Regions from separate parts of the Drosophila melanogaster genome. Here region 2 is linked to region 1. Evidence: chromatin contacts called from public Hi-C data. All regions are on one chromosome and are shown on one strand. Each heading gives the region's core, a stretch centred on a gene start, on an enhancer-like site or on the middle of the called end of the contact. The rest is flanking DNA. Distances are from core to core; before and after follow the strand shown.

The links. Hi-C and Micro-C count contacts between places; a contact is called where the count stands out from the background.
Region 2: a Hi-C map of the Kc167 cell line shows a contact between it and region 1, with 5 times the contacts expected there. The contact joins the promoter of lncRNA:CR43849 here to the promoter of AOX1 in region 1. A contact is called at or near these places in 1 of 1 datasets of contacts at CTCF or cohesin (the Kc167 cell line), 5 of 107 Hi-C or Micro-C datasets (the Clone 8 cell line, the Kc167 cell line, the S2 cell line and 2 more) and 2 of 6 datasets of contacts at active chromatin or transcription factors (both in the Kc167 cell line).

The regions. Positions count from the first base shown.
Region 1 is chr3R:15,534,957-15,539,909 of dm6, forward strand. AOX1 (Aldehyde oxidase 1) reads right to left here and starts at 2,336. Exons shown (of 6, transcript NM_142218.2): 1 at 2,080-2,336; 2 at 672-1,600; 3 at 329-562; 4 at 1-106. The coding sequence starts at 2,119. AOX2 (Aldehyde oxidase 2) reads right to left here. Exons shown (of 6, transcript NM_169665.3): 5 at 4,082-4,953; 6 at 2,757-4,016. The coding sequence ends at 2,887.
Region 2 is chr3R:15,664,843-15,669,621 of dm6, forward strand. It overlaps lncRNA:CR43849 (long non-coding RNA:CR43849), which reads left to right and starts at 3,136. Exons shown (of 2, transcript NR_074016.1): 1 at 3,136-3,335; 2 at 3,391-3,834. pxb (pxb,) reads left to right here and starts at 1,341. Exons shown (of 5, transcript NM_001275680.1): 1 at 1,341-1,744.

The DNA of each region.
Region 1 (4,953 bases), core at 1,086-3,585:
TGCCACCGAAGCAAATGCGAGCTGATTTCACCTTGGCGTCTGCCGTGAACTCCACGAGGAAAGCAGCGTTCACATAGGCATGGGCATTCTGCGCACGGGGCATAATCTGTTAAAAGAGTAAAATTAAAATATATTCAATTTTAAATGATTTGTAAATGAAAGAATGGCTATCTTATCAGCTTTGAGATAATCACCCCAAAGTGTCGTAATTGCTCGTTTTTTTCGCATTTCTAAAAACTTACAAGACATTTGTAAAGTCGCATTACTTTCGTTGATAAGAAATTGTACTGCACTTCACTACTTCGAATACTCCATAATTTGCACTCACCTTGTAGGAGTCAAATGCAAACCGCTCCTTGGGATACGCGCGCAGCACCAGACCACGGATAATCTTTCCCTCCATGGAAGAGCCCAGATAGCTGGCCAGGCTGACAGTCTGCTGCTTGTCCACCGCCTCCTGGACAATCACTTGAGCATCTAGGGCCTCCAGGACGATGAACACATCCGAGGGGAACTCCGGGTGGGCATGCTTGATGGACAGATTGCCCGCCAAGGTGCCAGCCTGGGTTAATGCGAAATGGGTTGATAAACACAAGGTGCTCAAGGTGTTTTCATTGTTGGCCTGATTAGATAAGGGTCGAGGGCTTTCAAACCTCTTGGATTTGACTTACATTGCGCACTGGAACATTAGCGATCCAATCGAGGTGTTGCCACACCTGAGACAAATACTCGAAGCCCTTCGTGTTCTCCAACTGGCGACACAGCTCCATGGTTTCACTGAGACTCAGATTTCCACCGAGAGTTAGGGATGAGTTATCTGCGCTCAGCTTATGACCCTTGAGCTCCGCCAAGCCGGAAACATCGATGAATGCCTTTATGTCCGGACTACGTCTGTAGACGCCGTGGGCCGTATTTCCAGCCACCAGCATGTAGGGCAGCTTCTCTTTGACTGCTCCCTGCAGAGCGGCAAAGAGGTCACCCAGACTCACTGGCCAACTCCAGCGGCTGCCATCCGGATACAGTTGGCTGCCCTTGGGCTGCTGCTTCTTGCAGCTGCCGGAGCAGGTTTGGCCGGTCTTGGGACACTTTTTGGTGCTCAGGTCTTCAATGTCAATGCACTCAGCTGGTACCTGGATGTTGCTGTCCACGGCAAAGGATTTCATGGCGTCAAGAATGGGACGATAGCCAGTGCAGCGACAGATGTTGCCTCCAAAGGAGTTCTCCACCTCCTCCATTGTGACCTTGCCGCCCTTGGACTTCAGCAGGCCGTACATGTTCATCACGATTCCCGGCGAGCAGTAGCCGCACTGGGTGCCGTTCATCTTGGCCAGTCGCTGCTGGATGGCATGGTAGCCGACCCGCTTGTTGCCCAATCCCTCCGAAGTGGTCACCTCCAGGCCCAAGCACGTATTCAGCAGCGTGAGGCACGAGTTGACCGCCCAGGTGCGCAGCTCTCCGGTCTCCGGATGAATCCCAGTCAGGGTGCAGACGCAGACGCCGCATCCGCCCTCCTGGCACATGAACTTCGTGCCCGTTAATCCGGCATACTCTCGGATGAAAGTGTTCAGCGAGATATCCGCCGGCAGGGCAGACAGGTTGACTAGGGGGCACAAGCAAACGGAGGCATAAGTGTCTACACAATCCGGGTGTTATCTTATCGAGTAGCCTAATTCCTCACAACATGTCAAAGAACAATTGTTTGCGATATCTGCTTCTTATGAGCTAACGATTGCTGCTGAGCTATTATTTAAATATTTTAGAAGAAAATGCTTGTAATTGATATTCAGTACCTCTCAGTTTGTAGAAGTGCTCTGATGGGCTAATGAAAATAAATTAGCAAAATGAAATGGAACCCTATAAAATATTGTTACAACTGTTTTGGAAACGAGTCTAGCCATGTTTTACTCAGAAGTAATTCACCAAGCTTTTCACAAGGTCGTCGCAACTCTCATCTAACTAGCAGGTATTTAGTAGTCGAATTTCTCGACCCTGGTGTTCCAGTTCGTTGTCTCGGCAATCTTGTAGATGCCAGCCCCCATCAATCCATAGGCAATTAACTGCCCACACATGCATACACACCTTCGTGGCTGGTGCCGTTGATTGTAATTCTTCCAGCCATTATCTGTGAATTATATAAGTCCCTTGAATCACTTAAAAGCCGTCCGGGAATCGTTGTGAAATTAATTGCAGCCTTTCTCGCCTTCAATTGACGCGGGTGTTCAGAATTATTTGGATGGTTATAGTGGGTTCTGGAAACTATGTTATTTCACAATATGTGGCAATGAGTCCACTTGTCAGCCTCGTTTGATTCCACGCCGAACTGCGAGCGACTGAGGGTATGGGCCTTCCGTAGCCCCATATATATAGTGGTTCTCCGGCCCTCGAAAGAGACTCCCGCCTCTCCAAGTTCAAGTTCACCTGCTCCCCGCTCTTAACTACCATGTTCCATATACTGCGCTCACAATTCAGCATTAGATCATCGTAGCACTCTGAAACGTTATCGTCTGCCGGTTTCAAATACTCTCCCTCGGTTTTGGAACTGAAAGCTTTATCAGTAAACGGCTTGTTTCGACGTTTTTGTTTTGCTCATATTTCTAAACAAAACGGCGAGATTATGTTCGGAATAAGGGGAACTAGTCCTATAAACAGAGTGGTGCCTTATGAGCGAAAGATTTCTTCAAAACATATATGTACATATGTATACAATTCTATTAGGAATTATATAACAGGAGAACGATTCTTCAAAACTTCAAACGATTTCCACACGATTCTATATTTATTTAGTAAGATAAATTACATAATACAGATAAAGAAATCAAAAGATCGAAGCAGTACACCAAATGAAATATCGAAAAATACCCAAATCTAAGCCAGAACTTCATTTCATTACAAGGCGAATGCTTCCACCTGGCTTCCGGAGTTAAGGACGACCGTTTCCGGCGTCGTTGGTGCCCCCAAGCGAACCCACTCCCTCGGAAGACCCGCATCGTTCCTGGCCGACTGGATGGCGTGTTGCATGGCGAACAGAGCTCCGACAGCCAGACACAGAGCAGGCTCACCCGTGGCCTTGGATCGCATAAAGCCCACGGGGTTGGGACTCTTCTGGAGCAACTCGATGCGAAAGTCTATCGGGATATCCTTGGCGCCTGGTGGGTGGTAGTTCCAGGTGCGGTTTGTCAGAATCTGACCTGTCTGACGATCGTAAACCAGCTGCTCGGTGAGATAGTATCCCAAACCCATGACAAAAGCGCCCTCCACTTGACCCACATCTATATGTGGACTCAGGCTTTCCCCGGCATCCTCTAGGATGTCAACCCGGCGGATCAGATGGTTGCCCGTCAGAATGTCCAGTTCCAGTTCGGTGAGACTCAACCCGAAGATGTTGTAGTTGGGGATATCCCCCAACCGGTAAGATTCCGTGGCGATGAGAAACACGGACTGCAAAAAGGCCGCTTGGAGCACCTGCACCCAGGAGGCCCGAGGTCCGAGTCTTTCCTTCACCGGAGCCAGTCGCTTGTTTAGAGTGTCGCAGGCTTTTCTCACTGCCAATCCGATCATCTCGCTGGTCATCGAGTTGGCCGTCAGCATGGAGTTGGCTCCGTTTACAGTATTGCTGGCCTCGACTCTCACCTGGTCCAACGGAACACCCAGCACGAATGCTGCCACCTGGGCCGCCTTGGTGTTCACTCCTTGGCCAATCTCAATGCCTCCGTGAGAGATCACCACCGACCCGTCCTCATGATAGATGGCCACTGTGACCGGATAGTTGAAGGCCACGGTCGTGTTCAGCGGGAAACTCATTAGGGCCAATCCCAGACCTCGTTTGCGCCATCGGTTCTGGGAGTTGAATAAGTTAATCTGGTCCCGCCGCTTGTGGTACTCTGTGGAGGCCAGGAACTTTGGCAGCAGCTGCACCATTTTATTTCCGGGCTGAAGATTTACCAAACGAACGTCGGCAGGATCTAGCTGGCAGGTGAAGGCTATGTGCTCCAAAGCGGTCTCCGTCATGGCGATTCCTGTGAATGTGAACGATATTGTATATGTAAATACTGTAAACCTTTTTAAATGGTTTTTGACTTACCCTCTGCGGAACCAGGAGCTCGACACCAAGTGGAGCTGGGTGCATCCGTTCTGATGGCACTGCCTTGGGTCCTATAGTTCGCGTCAGTCAGATTGTAAACATTCCTCAGAATTGGCAGAGTCAGGAAGTCAACGACGTTCTCATTTAGATTACATCCGGAATCCTCATAGTAGTTATTACTCAACATGATAATGGATCCATTGGCTCTGGCTCGGAACTCGTAGTCCGATCTGCAGGCCCATCGTTTGCCAATGGTCTCCATCATGGACTCTATGGTCTGGACAAATCTGGCAGGTCTCCTTAGCTTTGAAGCCACCAAAGCCGTGGCGCAAGCAACTATATTGCCTCTAGTGACCTTTGCACCATACGCTCCACCCACTCGTCTAACTTGGAGCTGAATGGAGTTCACACTAACTTTCAACATGTGGGCAATCGCTCCTTGGGTGGCGTCCATCCATTGGGTGGCGCAGTATACCTGCAGAATGTTATCAAGCGGCACCACGATGGTTGTTTGTGGTTCCATAGTGAAGTGGTATTGGGACGCAAGCTCCAGGATCCCTCTGCCAAGAACATCGCCAGGTGCGAGAGGAGGCAGCTTTAGGGGTTCCACGGTATCCTTCTTCGTGCTCACAATCCGATCGGTTTGCTTTTCCGCTAACACTTGGTTCATGGTCGTGAAGATCTTTCGCTGATCCCGGGCATATGTGACCACAACCAATGTGGCAGCATAGACAGCCGCATCATGGGTGAGAGCTGCGATGACTCCCAACGGTTGATCAAAGTATTTGACTCGCCCGGCAACAAAGACCTCGTCCACTTCAGGTGTAAGCTGATTCACCAGAACGAAGTTGTTGGAGCCTGGGATATCTTCG
Region 2 (4,779 bases), core at 1,886-4,385, 130 kb after region 1:
AAAAGAGTGTGCACCAATCAGCAACATGTTGCTAAGACACCAGCAACTTCTACGGCAATTGAGCGAGAGAGAGAGAGAGTGAGCGCGAGAGAGACCGAGTTCATTTTCGAAGTTCAACTTCGAAAGAGAGTACTTCTTGGGTGATATGAGAAATAACATTGAATTTTCATGCCGGCTGGTGTTGTTGTTATTGCACTTTTACATGCAGCTGAAAAACAGCAACAAAGAAGAAAAAACCAGGAAAATGCTGAAATCGCTGCCTCCCCCTGTTTTCGCCACCACTCCCATCAGACATTGACCTTGATAGTGGTCGTTGTTTTTGTTGCTCTTCTTCACTTGATTGAACGACAAAAAGTTGTTATTTTTGCTTACCGGTAAAAAAAATGGTAATCGATATGATGAAGTATAATTTAGTTTTATTGGGACATTTTCGAATGATACATTTTTAATGGACAGGTGCAGAAATTGATACACTTAGATGAGTAATTTAATGAGCTTATTATTTAAAAAACTAATTGCTAAATCTGTTTTCAAAAATCAGTCATACTTATTATCGCTCGACTGTCTTTAAATCTGCTTTAAGTTTTTATGTGTTTAATAAAAAAAGAAATTAATCCCCAAGCTTAAGCAACATGAGAAATGTTGAGTTACCATTTCAACATTATGTGTTCATATTTTTACAATGGGCTTGGCTTTTCTCAAATATGATTATGATGTTTATCATGTTATTGACTGTCACAATATCACAGCCAAGGAACTACCTATGTTTTCCTGAAACTTTCCATAAATCGTCTTAATGGGCTCGGTAGATAAATAAAACGAGAACAAATAGCAAATACATACAAGTTTTTGGGTGACACTCAAATATAATTGGAATTGATTAGGAATTAAAATAATACTTTTCAACGGTTGCTAAACTACATGATTGTACATCTTTTGGGATATGTACATAAGAGTTCAACGGCATACGATTTTAAATGCAAGGTAAACAAATCGTAAACATTCTTTGGTTGGAAAAGACAGAGCTAGGTGTGCACTTTTAAATAAAAATGTGCCAAGCAATATTTAAAGTAAATTTTTTTATGATTTTATTTGTACTTTCGCCAGCAACATGGACAATTTTCCAGCGCCAGCGAATGTCAACTGCAACGAAAATGTGCGAAAATGCCGATTAGAACGAGCCCGAATGAGTTCATCCTCTCTCTCGGGAAGTTCATTTCCCCGAACTCTCTCTCTGGATTCGGCAGCGGCAACCGATGTCGATGTTGCTGTCGTGTTGTTGCCGCTGCACATGTTGCAGATGTAGCTGCCGTCGTCAGTCGCTCGAAACGAATTTGGAATTCAGTTTTTGACTCGACGTCGCAGGAAACGGACGTGAGTGTCTCGCATGTTGCCACAATAATCGAAAAGAAAACTCTGAACGGAATACGAGACTTTTTTCAAGATATGTGAATCACTAGTGGATTACTGAAAACGAAAATAAATACCAACGAAAATATTTACCACAAATCCCAAGCAAACGATACGCGCGTCGTGCAAACTAATAATAATAAATCAAATACCACAAATATTCTGTGTTGAGTGATACTCGAAAAGTTGTCAAAAATCAAAGCGAAATTCGCAAGCAATACATTGGATTAACAATTGGCTCGAAACCGATTTGATTAGCTAGCAAAAGACAAGCAGAAACAGTTTATCAAACCACTTGACAAATATCCGTTGGACTATAAAAGCAGAAAAGCGGGTAAGTGGGCAGGGAAATGGAAAATGAAAAATCAAACCTGGATATGCCGCTGAGAAATTGAAAACTTTTACGCACCGGATTAGTTGGCGATTTTGGGTTGAGCTTCTGTAGGCGAGTGACAATCTTCTTAGCAAAGATCAACGGAATTTCCCTTTGATTTGGGAATTACAACATTAAAGTATGTTTTAAAGTTGAGTTTTCTAATCTTCAGAGTGCAGTGCTTACTAATTGAAACGAACTGAAAAAAGGCATTCCAGCGGAGTGAGGCCGTAAAAAACGAGATTTATAGGAGGAAGTTGGGGAATTATTCAAATAAGCAAGTGAAGGATTATATCCGATTCCAAACAAAATTCCCCGAAAGTGTGCGTTGTGTCTATCGAACAGATATGTTTATCCATATAAAGTTACGCCCGAGTGATGAGTGATTTTTGTGGAAACAGCAGATAGCTGTGCAGCTATCTGCTATCAAGCCATAAAGCACAGAACTCTTGTGGCGACCCATGCGGCTCCATCAGAATGTAAACAAATCATCTCTGGGTTTCGCTGGAGCTGCGGCTTCTTCCCTTCTTCAAAGCGTAGAAACCGCCAAAGAGACGAGAAAATAAAGAGAAGAAAAGACTGCGAGGGACCTTTAATTATAACCAAATACTAGTTGAGGCGACACCTTTGTTTACCTGCATTTTCGAGCGCTGTGTTTTTCCATTCTGTAAATTTGTTTAAATTATTAGCAAACGCGCAACAAGTGCAGCCAGTCGAAGTTCATTATTTTCCCCAATTCTTTGGCGTGTAAATCCTTTGGTAAATAAGTAAAGTATACCCCGCCTGTCGTCGGCGCAACTCATAAATTCACGCAAAATAAAATTTATGCTTATGGCTGGAGCTGGGGAAGTCGGACAAGAAGATGTACGAAGGATCGCGATAAGATCTGGTCTTAAATGAGTTGTTAAACGGGAATCGTGGTCGCCATGGATATAAATAATAATAACAACTCAATCTGGAGTGGCGTGGGTAGCTCGAAAAGTCCTCGGACAAGTGAACTGTTGCTTGCGGTCACAATGATTCTGGGTACTGGATTTTGAATCGATTTGAATCGTGTGAATGGGAAGCATTCTACCTGTTTGGCAAAATGAATTTTAATTCGGAATTGAGTCGTACACATGTCGGCCCTTTTTCACAGGATTTCCGCTTGCTGTTTAGCCTTTTTTTTCGAATGAAATCCCTCGGCTAATTAGTATGCCAAGCGTGTGCCCCTGAAATTTATAAGCCAACTGACTTTTCTCTGTAGTTGAAACATAAATTTCAGTAAAAGTGTCGTCTGTGCACTAGAGCACAGCAAGAAGTATAGGCCTTTTTATAAACTTGATGTGCCAGTGATGAATATTTGAGTGCAGACGATGACTAAAAATATCTTATTTGCTTTCTGCGGCAAGTCTGCATCAAAGAACTAAGTTCATTGAATAGGCCAACTTATGGCAATTCCTAAGCTACTTACAAGGTAAACTTCGCTCAGACCTCAAACAGAAAGTATCTTATGCAAATAAGTCGCTATATGGCGGACAGAAACAAAACATTCGCGCAGGAATATTAAGCAGTAAGAAATTGTAAACACAAAGGAAAATATTTGTTATACGCTTGTAAATTTATAGCGGCAGCAAAGTCCAGCCAAGCAGAGGAAAGCGTAGGAAAAGCGAAAGCGCACAGAAAAGCCGGGGAAAATTCAGGAGGCTGTTTTTCACGCTCAGCTGCCCGGCGGCCGAAGAGGAACTGGCGAAAAAGGAGGAGGCGAGCCTGAATAACAAAAAAAAAACTTTATCGCAGTGCTCGCAGGACATGAATTTTCCCCTCATCTCCCACCACTTCTCTTTCAGCCTTAATGCTGAGTGACATTGATGTGACATGCCGTCATCTTGCCTCTCCTATTGCCCACCAATCTTTGCTTTATTTAAAAGTTTTTCCTTCCCTCGCATTTTTCTCGCCCAACGCCTCGGGGGCGTGGCAAGTTGTGTTTGGTTAGTAGAGCACTTACACCTTGTGGAAAACAAGGCACCTCGGGACCCTGGCCCTCGCAAATAATAAATGATATGTAAACTAAGTCAAAAGTTGCCGTAGGTTGGGTAAATCACAACTGAGGGGCTAAAATCCGGGCCCAGATCCCAGTAATTTGTGCGTGTGGCCAGGCCCTAAGGCATTTCCATAGATTAAAGATGAAAAACTAGGGAAAAACCGGCTTTAATGTAGTTTAAAATGCGTGCAGAATAAATCAAGGAAAATCAGGACTTATACTACAATCCTGGACAAGCTACTGATAGGACAGCAATTAACATTGAAGTAGTTTAAACATAATTATAGTATCATTCACCAGTTAGACAGTACTTATCTGAATCTCATAAACCCTCCAAGATTTCGCAACCATTATTTCCGAGGATAATTCCAACTGTCTGCCACATTTGTTCCACTTACGAGTCCGACAATCCCCCGCTGTGATATCAATGCCCTAACTATAATGTCTCAATATCCGAGCGACCAAAAGTAGAACGAGTGCGACAGAGGAGAAAAGCGAGATACAAATTCTTACCTGAGCCTGGCTTTCCATGGGCCAGACAACAACGACGCACCCATATCAATTTCCTTCGTGCGACCCAAACGAATTAAAATTACACATAGACTGGCGGTCAAAAAAAAAAACAAAAAAAAGTAGAGAGGGAAAATATACCCAATAGACGGTAGGGATTTCGGAGATCCTTTGCCTTGAATCCGAAGGCCTGTCGCCAATGCCGGAGAACATTTATCATGGCAGCTAATAAATGCGTTTCCCTTACCTGACCGACACGAACCCAATTGCAATTGAGCCATATAGCCTATAGCCACATAGCCATATAGCAACCCCCGATATGAGGCTTGACTTTTGGGCTGTGTCCATCTAATTTTACTTTTTCCATTCTCTCTCTTTTTATTTTAACAATTTCCCAATCAAACAATTCAATTATGAAAGTGTATAAATTTGAGCCAGCTGTTCTTGTACTTGAACCGCAATT